2 separate regions of the Mus musculus genome follow, and region 2 is linked to region 1. The links are chromatin contacts, called in public HiChIP or PLAC-seq maps. All regions are on one chromosome and are shown on one strand. Each heading gives the region's core, a stretch centred on a gene start, on an enhancer-like site or on the middle of the called end of the contact. The rest is flanking DNA. Distances are from core to core; before and after follow the strand shown. Region 1 holds the start of Ccdc130 (coiled-coil domain containing 130). Region 2 overlaps Cacna1a (calcium channel, voltage-dependent, P/Q type, alpha 1A subunit).

Region 1 (6,329 bases), core at 2,579-5,078:
GGCCCCCATCAATAGAACAACCCATATGCTGATTCAGAGCAGACTGAGCAACAGAAGGGGAACATGAGGAGGTGGTGCTGCCATTTAAAGGGGCAGAAAATGGTTTAATTTCTTTGCCAATTAAATAATTAAAAGGCAACAAGAAGTTTTGCAAAGCCAAATTTTCTTCAAAATGAGGCTGGTGAGAAAGGTGGACTCTTGATGTCAGGCAGGCACCATCATCCCAGCTCGCTTCCAGTTTTAGAGGCAGCGCTGATGGAGTGTGACCCGCTCACACGGACCAACCTCCCCTTCTAAGCTTTATTTCGTTTTTAAGTATTTCTAATTTATTTTGACTTATGTACATCTGTCTGTGTCTGTGTGAGTTTATGTCACCACAAGTGTACAGGTGTCCACAGAGGCCAGAAGGTGTTAAATCCCTTGGAACTAGAGTTATGGTCAGTTGGGAGCTGCCTAATATGGGTTCTGGAAGCTGAATCAGGCCCTCTGCAAGAGCGCTAAGTGCACATGACCACTGAGCCATCTGTCTTAGCCAAAGGTTCTATTGCTGTGATAAACACCGTGACTGTCTGAGTTACAGTTACTCTTGTTGTGATAAAACACCAGAACCAAACGCAACTTGGGGAGGAAAGGGTTATTTGGCTTACACTTGCACATCATTAGTTCATTATCAAAGGAAGTGAGGACAGAAACTCAAAACAGGGCTGCGACCTAATTTGCATGCCAAACCAGAGGCTGGCATGGATGATGCTCGCCAAATCTCCCTCTCTTGTAACTCTGCCTTTACACAAGCAGATTCCTAGTGGGCTGCTGTCTCAGCCTCAGATACTTTTCTCACTACACACAGCAGCAGCAGGGAACCCTGGCATGCACTCTTAGATGGAAACTTTTTTCCTGGATACTTAACTATTCTCAGGGAATCCCAAAACTCATAAGGTGGACCCCACTCACCAAGCAGGCATTACCACCCTGTGCTGTGGGAACTGACAACATGAGTGCTTTATGCTATGGTTAAGGGAAAGTGTTTCACTGCAGAGATGAGAGGATGAGAAGGGCAGAAAGAAAAATAGACTGGACCTGACCATGAGAGAAGCAGGAGCAGAGCAGAGAGACTGTAAGGGCCCATGATTCACCAAAGAATGATATCCAGGACTCAAATAGTACGTAAACGCAAAGACTGTTTTATTCTGTAGAAGTCTAGCATGCTGGGGTCTCCCATTACCAAGACAGAGAGACAACCAAGTGAGCTCTCAGGTCTGATTTAAAGCACATTAGGGAATTTTGGGGTAGGTGACCTCCATGTTAATCTGTTGGGTCCGTCTCTACTGACATTCCATTACCAGGGTGTGAGGGCTGGAAACTTGTTGAGGAAGTCTGGAAACTGCTGCTGACCCATTGTCCTTGCCTCAGGCCAGGCCAGGTGGCAGGGCAGCTTCTGAGGCCTGGACTTGCCTGGAATTGGCCAGTTCTTGGAGACAGAGATTTAGGCCTACTCTCCTTAACTGCTAATTTGAAGCCTGCCATGGAGTCAGATTGTCTCAAGACAGAGATAGAAACCCACACAGAGAGAAAGAAAGAGGTGGGGGAGAGAGACGGGGGAGAGAGGGAGACTGGGAGTATAGCTGAAATAGCAATATTATAAGGAGAAAGACTGGCTAGGGGTGGGGAAGCCTGTGAGCTGGGGAGAGTTTAGGGTTGGGGAAGAGATGATAAGGGCCAGGGTGGACACGTGTAACAGGCACTTGTGGTACTCAGGGAGCCTGGAGGCCAGCATGTACTTTGGTGTGGTAATAGGCACCACAAACAGTCATTTGTGCCTCTGACTTTTGGAATTTGGGGAAATGGACTTTTTCTGGACCTGACCACACAAAGACTGTCATCCTGGGATTCCTCCCACGGACGCTCCAACTCCTGATAGCTCAGCCTTAGTTGCTCACACCCATAACAAGAACCCTGCTACTGCTGCTACAGCATAAAGTACACTAACACCCTACAGGAAAGGCCGGCTTATCGGCTTTTCGGAAATGCCTCCTCTGATGCTCCCCTCAGGAGGGTTAGCTTCATGCATGCCTGGCTAACTCACTCCTCCCAAGTCATCTCTGAATTCGCGGTTCCCCCTCTCTCACTGCCACAGACTTTTTCCTGGGAGGATACAGCACACAGACATCTACTCATCCTTGAAAGAGAACCCACACAGACCAAAGTAACCATTGCACTGAAGTCTGATGTCCTACAAACGACATCCTACCAGGGTTATAAACAGGAGTGTGTGTCAGGGTTGCTTATAAGAAGGGTTGACTCAAAAGCAGGCCCTAGAGTCTCTGCTCACACTGTGAGTCCCCTCGCCCTGTCATTGACTCTTTATATAAAGCTGAGCTCAGGGGCCTTCAAGAATCTTCCATGTTACTAACCTTTTATTTTTTAATAGACCTGGCAGAAATGAAGATATCTAGAGAGACTCGTCCCCACATCTCTCAATCTATCAGACCATAAAATAATGAACTCCAAAGAAATGGGAATTTCCCCAGGAATCTCATGGTGGGCAAAAGAAAGGGCGCCAGCCAGAGGGGGAAGAGAAAGTCTTCTGGAAAGAGATTTCACCCAGTTCTAGGTTTTGCAGACCAACTTACAGGATGAGACTGAAGCCCAGACAATGGTGGGTCAATGGTGGGCGGGACCACACCTTGACCAAGACTGCTTAGATGTGAGATCCTTGTACCTTTAAACCATGATCTCACACCAGAACTTAAGAGTGTCCCTTCCCCGAATCGCTTTCTAAAGTGCCACCATTGAATAAACCTCTTTTTTTCTGCTTTCTACTTTTTTGGTGGGGGTGGGGGGGCAGATTTTTTTCGAGTCAGGGTTTCTCTCTGTAGCCCTGGCTGTCCTGGAACTCACTCTGTAGATTCAGAGATCCACCTGCCTCTGCCTCTCTAGTGCTGCGATTAAAGGCGTGTGCCACCGTCCCCCGGCTTTGCTTTGTACTTTTTGTTTTGGGTTTTTGTTTTGTTTTGTTTTTTGAGACAGGGTTTCTCTGTATAGCCCTGACTGTCCTGGAACTCACTTTGTAGATCAGGCTGGCCTCGAACTCAGAAATCCACCTGCCTCTGCCTCCCAAGTGCTGGGATTAAAGGCGTGAGCCACCACGTCCGGCATTGCTTTGTACTTTTAAGATTTATTTACCTGAACAGGTGTTTTGGCTGCATATATGTATGCACCACATACTTGCCCAGAGACCTACAAATATCCCTCTGACTCTACTTCCCTCAGTCGTGGCACACTAGCACTCACCCACACACATACATATGTATTTTTTTGAGACAGTGTACTCCTGACAGGCCTTTGATTATGTAGACTACCTGCCTCTGCCTCCAGAGTGTTGGGATTAAAGGTGTTGGCCACCACGTCTGGTCATAAACATAATTTTTTAAAATCCATAAATAAATAGCCTGGGCTGTATTGGTAATCCCACTACTTGGATATCACAAGGCGAGTCAGAAATTCAGAGTCATCTTCAGCAATATAATGAGATGCAGGGTCAAACTGGGATACAAGAAAACCGGTCTCAAACGTCAGTCAAATCAAAGCTTAAAAATGACGAATCAGCTCCTTCGAAAACGCAACCGCCAGGGAGGGCTGGGCGGTGCCAAAGTAGATCTTCCGGGAGGAAGCCATCTCCAATTGGACCACTCCCGGTGGGCGGGGCTTCTAACGGCTAGACAGGCCTGAATTGGTCAGTCTGCAATAGCCTCAGCCAATCAAGATGACGAAAGTGCCTCGCTCCAGCTTGCGCAGGCGCTTTTGGGCCGCAGAGGCGGGCGCTCTGCGGGTTCCTGGCTCCGGGTGTGCTTCCGGGCTGGTGGAGGCGTGACGTCAGGGAGAGGGCAGGTAGGTACGGGGTGAGGACCGGTCCGCGACGGCAACGGGGGTGGCAGGTCCTCAATCCCACCACTGCGTCCTGGCACGGGAGATGCTGTATCTGCGGACGCGAGCGGGTTCCCAGGGCCCAGCCTCCGTTTTAGGCCAATGGCACCTCTAGGCGTCTTCATGCTGAAGATGAGCCCTCCTAGCCTGAATTGAAACATAGTGCTTGGGAACAGTAGCTTGGGGGCCGGCAAGGTGGCTTAGCTGGTAGTGGCGCTTGTGGCCAAACCTGACAACATGAGAGTTCGACCCCTGAGCATGTTGAAAGAATCGATTCTTGTAGGCTGTTCTCTGATCTACATTCTCACTTCGTTGCACACTCTGCCAACACACGCAGAACAAATAAATGTAATTTGTAAGGGGCTGGCGAGGTGGCTCCGCGGTTAAGAACTTGACCTGCTCTCTAGCAGAGGACCAGGGTTCAGTTCCCAGAGCTCACAGCTGCCTGTATCTCCAGAGAATCCAACCCTCTACCCTTTCCGGTCACCTGAACTCACTTCTGCACACACATACACATAACAAAAATATTTTTTATAGTTGTTAGTAAGTAGGAGAAATTTGAAATTGTCACTTTTCTTTGTCCCATGCCTGTTCTTCTCAATACTTAACACCTGTCATGACTCCCAAAGGCAGTCTCAGCGGCTGAATCCTTTAGAAAACTTTTTTTTTTCCCCAAATGGAGAAACTGGGATCCAGGTAGCCCCTGGCCCAGAGTCAGGCAGCTAGGAAGCAGCAGAGAGGAGATTGATGCCCAAGCTGTGGTCTGCTGTGGCATTTGAGGTCAGGAATGACCCTTGGCACAGAAGAGCCCCTGTGCATCCACCTGAGCAGACTGGGTGTAATCTGGCTGTGATACTACCTGTGGTGATTAGCCATTTAAGACTTCAGAAGCTGAGGCTGGAAGATCTGGAGTACTAGGCCAGCCGGGATTACACAGAAAGGCATGTCTCCAAAACAAACATGTTCAACATTGTAAAGCAGACCCCAAGCACATAGCACTTCAAGCTGGGTGTCCACACTACCAGCCCATACACTTTTTCATTATAGCAAACCCCAGAGTCACTCCCGCTCCCATTTCCCTCTGTTTTTAATTTTTGTTTGTTTTGATTTTGCTTTTTGAGACAGGGTCTTCCTGTCTGGTTCTGGCTAGCTTGGAACTTGGCTTTGTGGACCATACTGGTCTCGAACTCAGTGTGTACCCTCCTGGTTCCACACACACACACACACCCCGAATGCTGGGATTAAAGGCATACACCATCACTCCCTGGTCTGTATTCTCTTCTGACAGGCGATGAGCAGGCACTCCACAACAGTCAGACCCAGGTCCGCAGCTGGTAAAGAATGGAGCTTGAATTTAAACTCAGGTAGCTGTGCCTCGCAAACCTGGCTGGGCATTGAAGTACTTGGCCACCAAAGGTATCTGGGTCAGGACGTGTGATGATGACTCAGTAGGTGAAGACACTGACACCAAGCCTGGCTATCTGAGTTCCATCCCCCATGTGGGGGAAGGAGAGAGTTAACTCCTCCTCTGACCTGCACACAATGGCACAGTCACACCTGGACACACACACACACACAATGTTTTGTTTTAATTTAGGGGTGGAGAGATGGCTCAGTAGTTAAGAGCACATACTGCTTTTCTGGAATATCTGAGTTCAGTTCCCAGTCCCCATGTCAGGTGACTCAACGGCTGCCTGTAATTCCAGCTCCAGGGAGTCTAATGTCCTCTCCTAGACTCTCTGGGCACAAGCACACACTATTTAAAAATAAATTTCTCTTTTAAAAACCTTACCCCTGGAGGTGGTGATGCACACCTTTAATCCCAGTGCTTAGGAGGCAGAAGCAGGTGGATCACAGAGCGAGTTCCAGGGCTAAGGCTACACAGAAAAACCTTGTCTCAAAAAAAAAAAAAAAAACAGATACAAACAAAAATAAAAAATCCTCAAGACAGCTGAGAAGAGTGGAGAAAATCCTAAATAAATGCAGTTTCTGAATTCTGGCACTTCAGTTTGCATTTGAAGCTTTGCCCCACACAAACAAATGCCCTGCCAACATCAGCCTCTGATGCTCTGTGAGTCCTCCGGGATCACTAAATGAAGAAAGAGAAAAGGAATAAAGGCCATGGTTACTCCTAAGTGAAGCAGAAAGTTGATTGTAGATAAAAGGGAGAGCAGGGGCAGAGACATCTGGGGAGCCCAGAGTGCCAACGTGTCCAGATTGAGCCAGACCATATGGGAGAGAGGAGAAGGTGCAGCACCCAGGTGGGCAGACATACAAAAAGGAGTGGGTAACTCAAATGTCTGGGTTTTATATATATATAGAGAGAGAGCCTTTGTGGGGGAGCAGCCTAGCCTCTGGGCTGCAAAGTTTAGGGTAGGGGATAAGATATGTCAGCCATACCCCTT
Region 2 (6,329 bases), core at 1,141-3,640, 230 kb before region 1:
CCTGTCCCAGTCAAGGAAAAACATGTTCTTTGACCTGTGGGCAGAAGGGAGTCTGCCATGGCTATTCTTGGTTGTCAACTTGACTATATCTGGGATGAACTAAAACCCCAAAGTGTTGGACGCCCCTGTGAGAATTTTTTTTCTCTTCACTGAATCATTTGAAGTGGGAAGACCCACTTCTAATTCAGATCTTTCACGTGGGAAGACACACATATAATCCAGGTCATGTGAGGTAGGAAGAGTCACCTCTAATCTGGGCCACATCTTCTGCTGGCAGCCTATACACAGGGCATAGAAGACGGAAACCTGCTCTTTGCCTGCATTCTCTCGCCTTGCTAGTAAGTCCATCACTTCTCTGGCATTAGATTCTACTTCTTCAGTGTTCCAGTGTATACGGACGACTGGCTGAGACATCCAGCCTAGTGGAATGAACAACTACTGGGTTCTCGAACCTTCAGTTCATAGCTAGCCATTGCTGATTAGCTGAACCACATTGTGTAAGCCATTTTAATAAATCCCTCCTCCCCCCTCTCTCTCCATTTTCTAAGTCTATAAGTTCTGTTCCTCTGGAGAATCCTGACTAAGACAGAGTCCTTGGATACCCTTTGATGTACAATCTTACCTCAGCAAGTGGTCTTAGCCAGGGCCCCTCATAAACCACCTCACTCTAGATAAGTTCCTTAGATGCAAACAGAACACTAAGATATTTCAAAGCCTTTTAGCAATGTAACTTCAAAGGCCACCAAAATACTCCCAGGTGTACAACTGTCCTTTCTTTCATAAGTGTGCATGGATGTCTGTACCAAGACAATGCTGAGGCTGGCATGACGGCTCAGCAGGTGACTGTCCCCACTGCCCAGCCTGGTGTCCTGAGCTCAATCCCCAGGGCCCCATACAGTAGAAAGGGAGAACCAGCTCCCACAATATGTCCTCTGACCTCCACACACAAGTATAAATGGATGCACACACACACACACACACACACACACACACGTGTATATACATGTGCACAATAAATAAATGTAAACATTTAAAAACCTTTTCCTCAGTAAACTGAGCTTTGCTTCAGACTGCCTCATTTTCTGTGGGGAACAAGAGAATCCAGCTGCCCCTGACCAGAGGTTAGGGTGTGAAGTGGGTGCCCCAGGGAGGGCCTGGCAGAGGCTGGGTCTTTCCCCGTCTCCTGGATGCTGAGCTGGAAGTGCTGGCAGTTTGGGGTGGGATATGCTGTGGACTGCTTTCTGTCCAGGACAGAAACACTTCTCAGTGCTTTTGGACGCTTTTCCTCTTGCTTGTAGATGACTACAGAGGGACAGGGAGATGGCGCTGTGGGCTGAGGGCGCAGAGCCAAAAGGACAAAAGAGCCTGGGTCCTACCTCAGTATGAAGAAAACTGCAGCAAATCTAGAATACACCTCATGGAACTGTGTTTCCTGTGTACAGTGGAACATTACCCATCCAGTAAAAAAGATGGGCTCTGTGGGAAAAGGTGCCAGGCCTGAGGACCCAAGCTATCCTTTGACCTCCAAGACCTGTGTGTGTTGGCAGACAGAGAGAGCCAGAAGCGCACACGCGCGCGTGTGCACACACACACACACACACACACACACGGTCACTTGCACACGAACAGGATGGAACGCAGGTCTTTATGTTTACCCAGCAAGCACTTTATCAACTGAGCCATCCCCAGCTCCTTCCGTCCCTATTTTTTCTCAATTGTCCCCACTGGAAACCCAGCCTCAGTTTCCTTCTCAGGAGGATGGAGAAGGATATAAAAAGTATTCCTCCTGGTATAAGGAGTGAGGCTTACACTTGATTGTTCAGGAAAAGTGCTGATCAGACCCAGGGAGCGGCCAAATGGGACTTTTCTCATTCTCTGAGCAAAGCTGACTGTGATTGGCTGTTATCATTCTCTTTTTCTGAGTAAAGCTGCCTGTGATTGGCTCTGACAAGTTTCCAGCCCAGAGGAAGGAGGCCAGATGAGGACCCCAGCTGCTAGCCAAAAAGCAGCCCAGGAAATGACAGCACATTCCCATGATCCTTAGCTGTCCCAGGAGAGCTCCGGCCTGGTTCCATCCTGACCTCAGACTAACTTTCCAAACTGCAGCTCTGCGTAGAGATTCACTTGCCCTGGATCTTGGCGTCCCAGTGGGGGCCCAGAATCAGGAGGGATTCATAGTACATTCGGGCCACCCACTTCTTTCAGGTCTGATTCTTGTACCCGAACCGGGGTAAGGTGCAACTGGATAGACTGTCCCTGGTCCCTGCAGGCCCCACCCCCACCACACATTAATTAAAATGTGAATCACAGCTGAGTCACTAAAGAGAGGGGGAAAAAAGGTCAATGAGCCAGTCTGGCTCCCCCTCCTTCCAGCTCTAAGGCATGAGTCAGCAAAGTACAGATCAGAAAATGGGGAAGAGAAGGGAGAGAGGTGTGCGGCTCTGCCTGAGAAGCGTCGTCAGCGAGAGCTGCTTTAGTTCTTGGGTTAGCAAAAAATAGTTTCCTAGCCCCTCCCTCAAGGTCTGTTAGCCAGCCCTGTGCTGAGCACAGCGATTCTCATGTCTGCCCAGCTTTTCCGAGGAGCTTTGGCACTTTGGGTCTTGCCCACTTCAAGGATGGCAGGCTCTTTATTAAGGCACCCCTAAGAAGCAGATGTCAACTCTCATCTCCCTACTCCATACCATCCCCAAAGCCCATTAGTCTCTTTAGATTTCTGTGTGATAGCCCTGTTCTGTAGCGAGCAACAGGAAGTGACCACCACTAGGTGGGAAGAATATTCCGGAAGTGCTGATCTCGGGGGTGGGGGTGGGGGTGGGGCTTCATGACACGGTACCCAAGCTGGGACTGGTGGTACAGGCCTATAGTCTGAGCTACTCCTACTTGAGAATTGGAGGCAGGAGGATCACAAATTCAAAGGCTGACTGAGCAAAGTTCAAGGCCAACCTCGGATGACTTAGTAAAATTCTGTTTTAAGGTAAAAAGTAAACAGGAATGGGGGTTGGGGGTGGACACACATGGTACCCGTCAACAGCCAGTGCAGAGGGACAACAGTCCAATAGGTCCTGCTTCACCCTGTCCCTGGGAAGGTAGAAAGACATACCCTACTGAGAGCTGAGTCTCAGACGACCACATACTCAAGACATGCATTAAGTGTGTGTGTGTGTGTGTGTGTGTGTGTGTGTGTGTGTGTGTGTGTGTGTGTGTGTATGCGCATGTGCATGTGCACATACACACATCAGGACACCTTGCAGGAGTTGATTCTCTCTTCCTACCATTTATATCCCAGAAGTGAACTCAGGTCATTAGGTTTAGCAGCAAGCACCTTAACCCACTGAGCCATCTTGCTGGGCTGGAGCTGGGCTTTTCCCTTGTGACATTTTTCACTTCTGCTGGTTGAAGTGGCAGAGGTGGAGCCCGTGCACACAAAGGGCTCAAGCGAAGACACAGTGGCAGCCTGGCACTCCCTGCTGCAGGGGGATGGAAAGGAACCCCACGTCTGTGGTACAGCTGGACCCACAGGAGCCTGCCCCTGCCCACAACCACCACTAAGTTCTCTCTTCTCCCCTCCTGCCTGATGAATGCAGTTCTTAGTCCCAAGCTTCAAGCCACATTTTGGAGGAGGTGCAGCCTCCATCCGAGGGACCCTGCATGGCTGTGTGGAGCCACACCCCACTTCACCTCATCGTACCCATCACCAATCACATTTTAGAAGGTGATTTCTTTTCTTTCTTTCTTTCTTTCTTTCTTTCTTTCTTTCTTTCTTTCTTTCTTTCTTTCTTTCTTTCTTTTTCTTTCTCTCTCTCTCTCTCTCTGTCTCTCTCTCTCTCTCTCTCTTTCTTCTTCTTCCTCTTCTTCTTTTTTTTTTTGTTTGTTTTTTGAGACAGGGTTTCTCTGTATAGCCCTGGCTGTCCTGGAACTCACTTTGTAGACCAGGCTGGCTTCGAACTCAGAAATCTGCCTGCCTCTGCCTCCCGAGTGCTGGGATTAAAGGAGTGCACCACCACGCCCGGCGGAAGGTGATTTCTGAGGGACTAGGGGCATGGCTCAGTGGGTGAAGGTGCCTGCTGCCAAATCTGATGACCTGAGTTCCATCCCTGGAAGGAACCCACATGGTAGAAAGAGGAGACTGACAGAGACAAAGCATACTCTGACTGCATGTGTACCATGTGCATCATGACATAGGCACACGTGAGTGTATACACACACACACACACACACACACACACACACACACACACACACACACACCACACAGTGATGTAATTTAAAAACTTGTAACAAATGTGATTTCTGGGCTGGGGAGATGGCTCAGTGGGTTAAAAGGTCTTTCTTGCAAGCATCGGAACCTAAGTTTGGGTCCCCAGCACCCTGTGAAAAGCCACAGTAGTGATGTGGGTCTGTAAGTCCAGCACTCATGAGACACAGACAAATGAATGTCCGAGCTTGCTGTCCAGCCGGCCCTAGCTAGGTGAGTAACAGATGCTTTAAGAGACCCTGTCTTAACAAACAAGGAGAGAGGGATCTAAGAAGACGCCCTTTGTCAATGCCTGGCTGGTACACACAGAGAACACACATGTAATAAAACTGAAGTTGGTTTCTAAGGCTGGGAGTGTGGCTCGGTGGCAGAGAGCCTGCTAGCCTAGGTGAGGCCCTGGATCCCATGCACAGCCAGACAGGAAAAACCCACAGCTCTCTCGTGCACGGTGCGAAGCCTGGTGACTGGAATTTAGACTCTGAGACCCACATGGCAGAAGGAGAGACCCCAACTCTTACCAAGTTGTCCTTCCACCTCCATGTGGGCCACCCCCACGTGCGGAGAGATCTTTGGCTGTACCTGTCCATGTGGCTAGTTTTAGCCAGCACATTCTCAAAGGTCCTTGATAAGGTTTTTAAATGGACAGTGATGTACCTGCTGAGAGCCCTTTTTCCCTTCTGACCAGACAACGCAACCATTCCCTCAGTGAGACCTGCCCTGAGATGTCTCTGGGATTCTTTTATCCACTCATCCCACAATCTGGCCATTGAGCTGGGGGAGCCTCCTTTCTGATGGAGGGAAGATGGGCTTGGTCTGGGATCTCACCGAGCAGAAGCGCCAATCTGCATGTTGGCAGCAGGAGAGGTGGTAAAACCTCCAGGAGGTGGGGGGCCCTGGTGGGAGGAGGCGTGGGCACCAGGAACTGTGCAATACTGACCTCCCCCCCCAGCCTCCTCCTTCCTTCTCTCTTCTTCCTAGTGGCTATGAGGGACCTGGTCATGCTCCACCTTCCATGATCTCCTGTCTTACCAGAAACTTCCAAAACTGTGAACTTCAATAAACTTTTCTTCTTCGTACCTTGGTTATCTGGGGTATTTTGTGACTCGGATAGAAGGCTAATGTATTCGGTAAATATGCGAGCCAGAAGCAAACTCTGTTACTATGGTGATGTGTCAGAGTACCACATGTATGACCGATGTATGAGCAGTGAGGCTGGAGCACACCAGTGTCAGAGGATTAAGAAGTTACTAGGCCTAAGGAAGCCCATTCTTACTAAGAACTGAGTTCCGGGCTTGTGTAAGCTAGGTACGTGCTCTACCATTGAGTTACACCCCAGCTTCTCCCTCTGATTCTGAGTCGGCTTCATGTACCCCAGGCTACCCTGAAACTCATGATCTTCCTGCCTCTGCCTCCTCACAATGACCGTGCTCCCACAGGGTAGCCTGACACCCAGGATGTTGGCCTTGGACTCTCAATCCTGTTCCAGCCTCCCAAGCTACTGAGATTACAGGCGTGCACTACCACCCCTGCCCTGCCTCTGCCTCCTGAGTCTCCGAGTTACAGATTTGTGCAGACAAAACTAGCTCCCAGTCAGTCGTTTTGATACTTAGTATTTTAAGACAGGATTTCATTAGCTCCCAATACTTTCAATCCTCCTGCTTCAGCCTCCCTACTAACTGTAGCTCCATCTTTTCCTTTCTCCTTCCTCCCCAGGCACTGAGATATAATTGAAGTCCCTCACACTCAAGGCAGGCTTTGTTGCTGAACCCCACCCCAGCCAGGTAGGAATATTTAAGTAGTATCAACACCCTCATGGGACCAATCCCATCGTATGCAAACCTCATCACTGGCTGAAATGTTGTGAGGTGACTCATTATGGTCAATGCTGATTTGTACTCAGTGCTTCTCTTCTGGAATGTTCTGGAACATTCTGAGCTTTACACATTCGCACCCATTTTAATGCTCACAAAAAGTCTGACAAAATGAGGGCTTTTAACATGATCTGACTTCATGGACGTTGGCCCAGATCCTTCTGTGGCTCCTCTGGGCTTTCAGACACAGCCAGCGTCCCTCA

The links. HiChIP or PLAC-seq counts read pairs in DNA pulled down with a chosen protein or histone mark.
Region 2: a contact with region 1 is called in an H3K4me3 HiChIP or PLAC-seq map of embryonic stem cells, with 25 read pairs. The contact joins the enhancer-like site here to the promoter of Ccdc130 in region 1. A contact is called at or near these places in 1 of 39 promoter capture datasets (cranial neural crest), 1 of 15 datasets of contacts at CTCF or cohesin (large pre-B cells), 23 of 484 Hi-C or Micro-C datasets (the AML12 cell line, the C2C12 cell line, MC3T3-E1-derived osteoblasts and 10 more), 7 of 115 datasets of contacts at active chromatin or transcription factors (bone marrow-derived macrophages, embryonic fibroblasts, embryonic stem cells and 1 more) and 2 of 9 other capture datasets (macrophages and pancreatic islet).

Annotation. Positions count from the first base shown.
Region 1 is chr8:84,267,901-84,274,229 of GRCm38.p6, reverse strand. Ccdc130 (coiled-coil domain containing 130) reads left to right here and starts at 3,828. Exons shown (of 10, transcript NM_026350.3): 1 at 3,828-3,888.
Region 2 is chr8:84,497,837-84,504,165 of GRCm38.p6, reverse strand. The region is part of intron 3 of Cacna1a (calcium channel, voltage-dependent, P/Q type, alpha 1A subunit); the gene reads right to left. Among named protein-coding and RNA genes, the nearest start is that of Cacna1a, 86 kb to the right of the region's middle. Within about 2 kb of position 2,390, at least 126 of the 459 cell types and tissues checked have an H3K27ac peak or open chromatin away from gene starts, as enhancers often do. A contact at or near this core is called in the AML12 cell line, the C2C12 cell line, bone marrow-derived macrophages and 7 more, where this site is marked.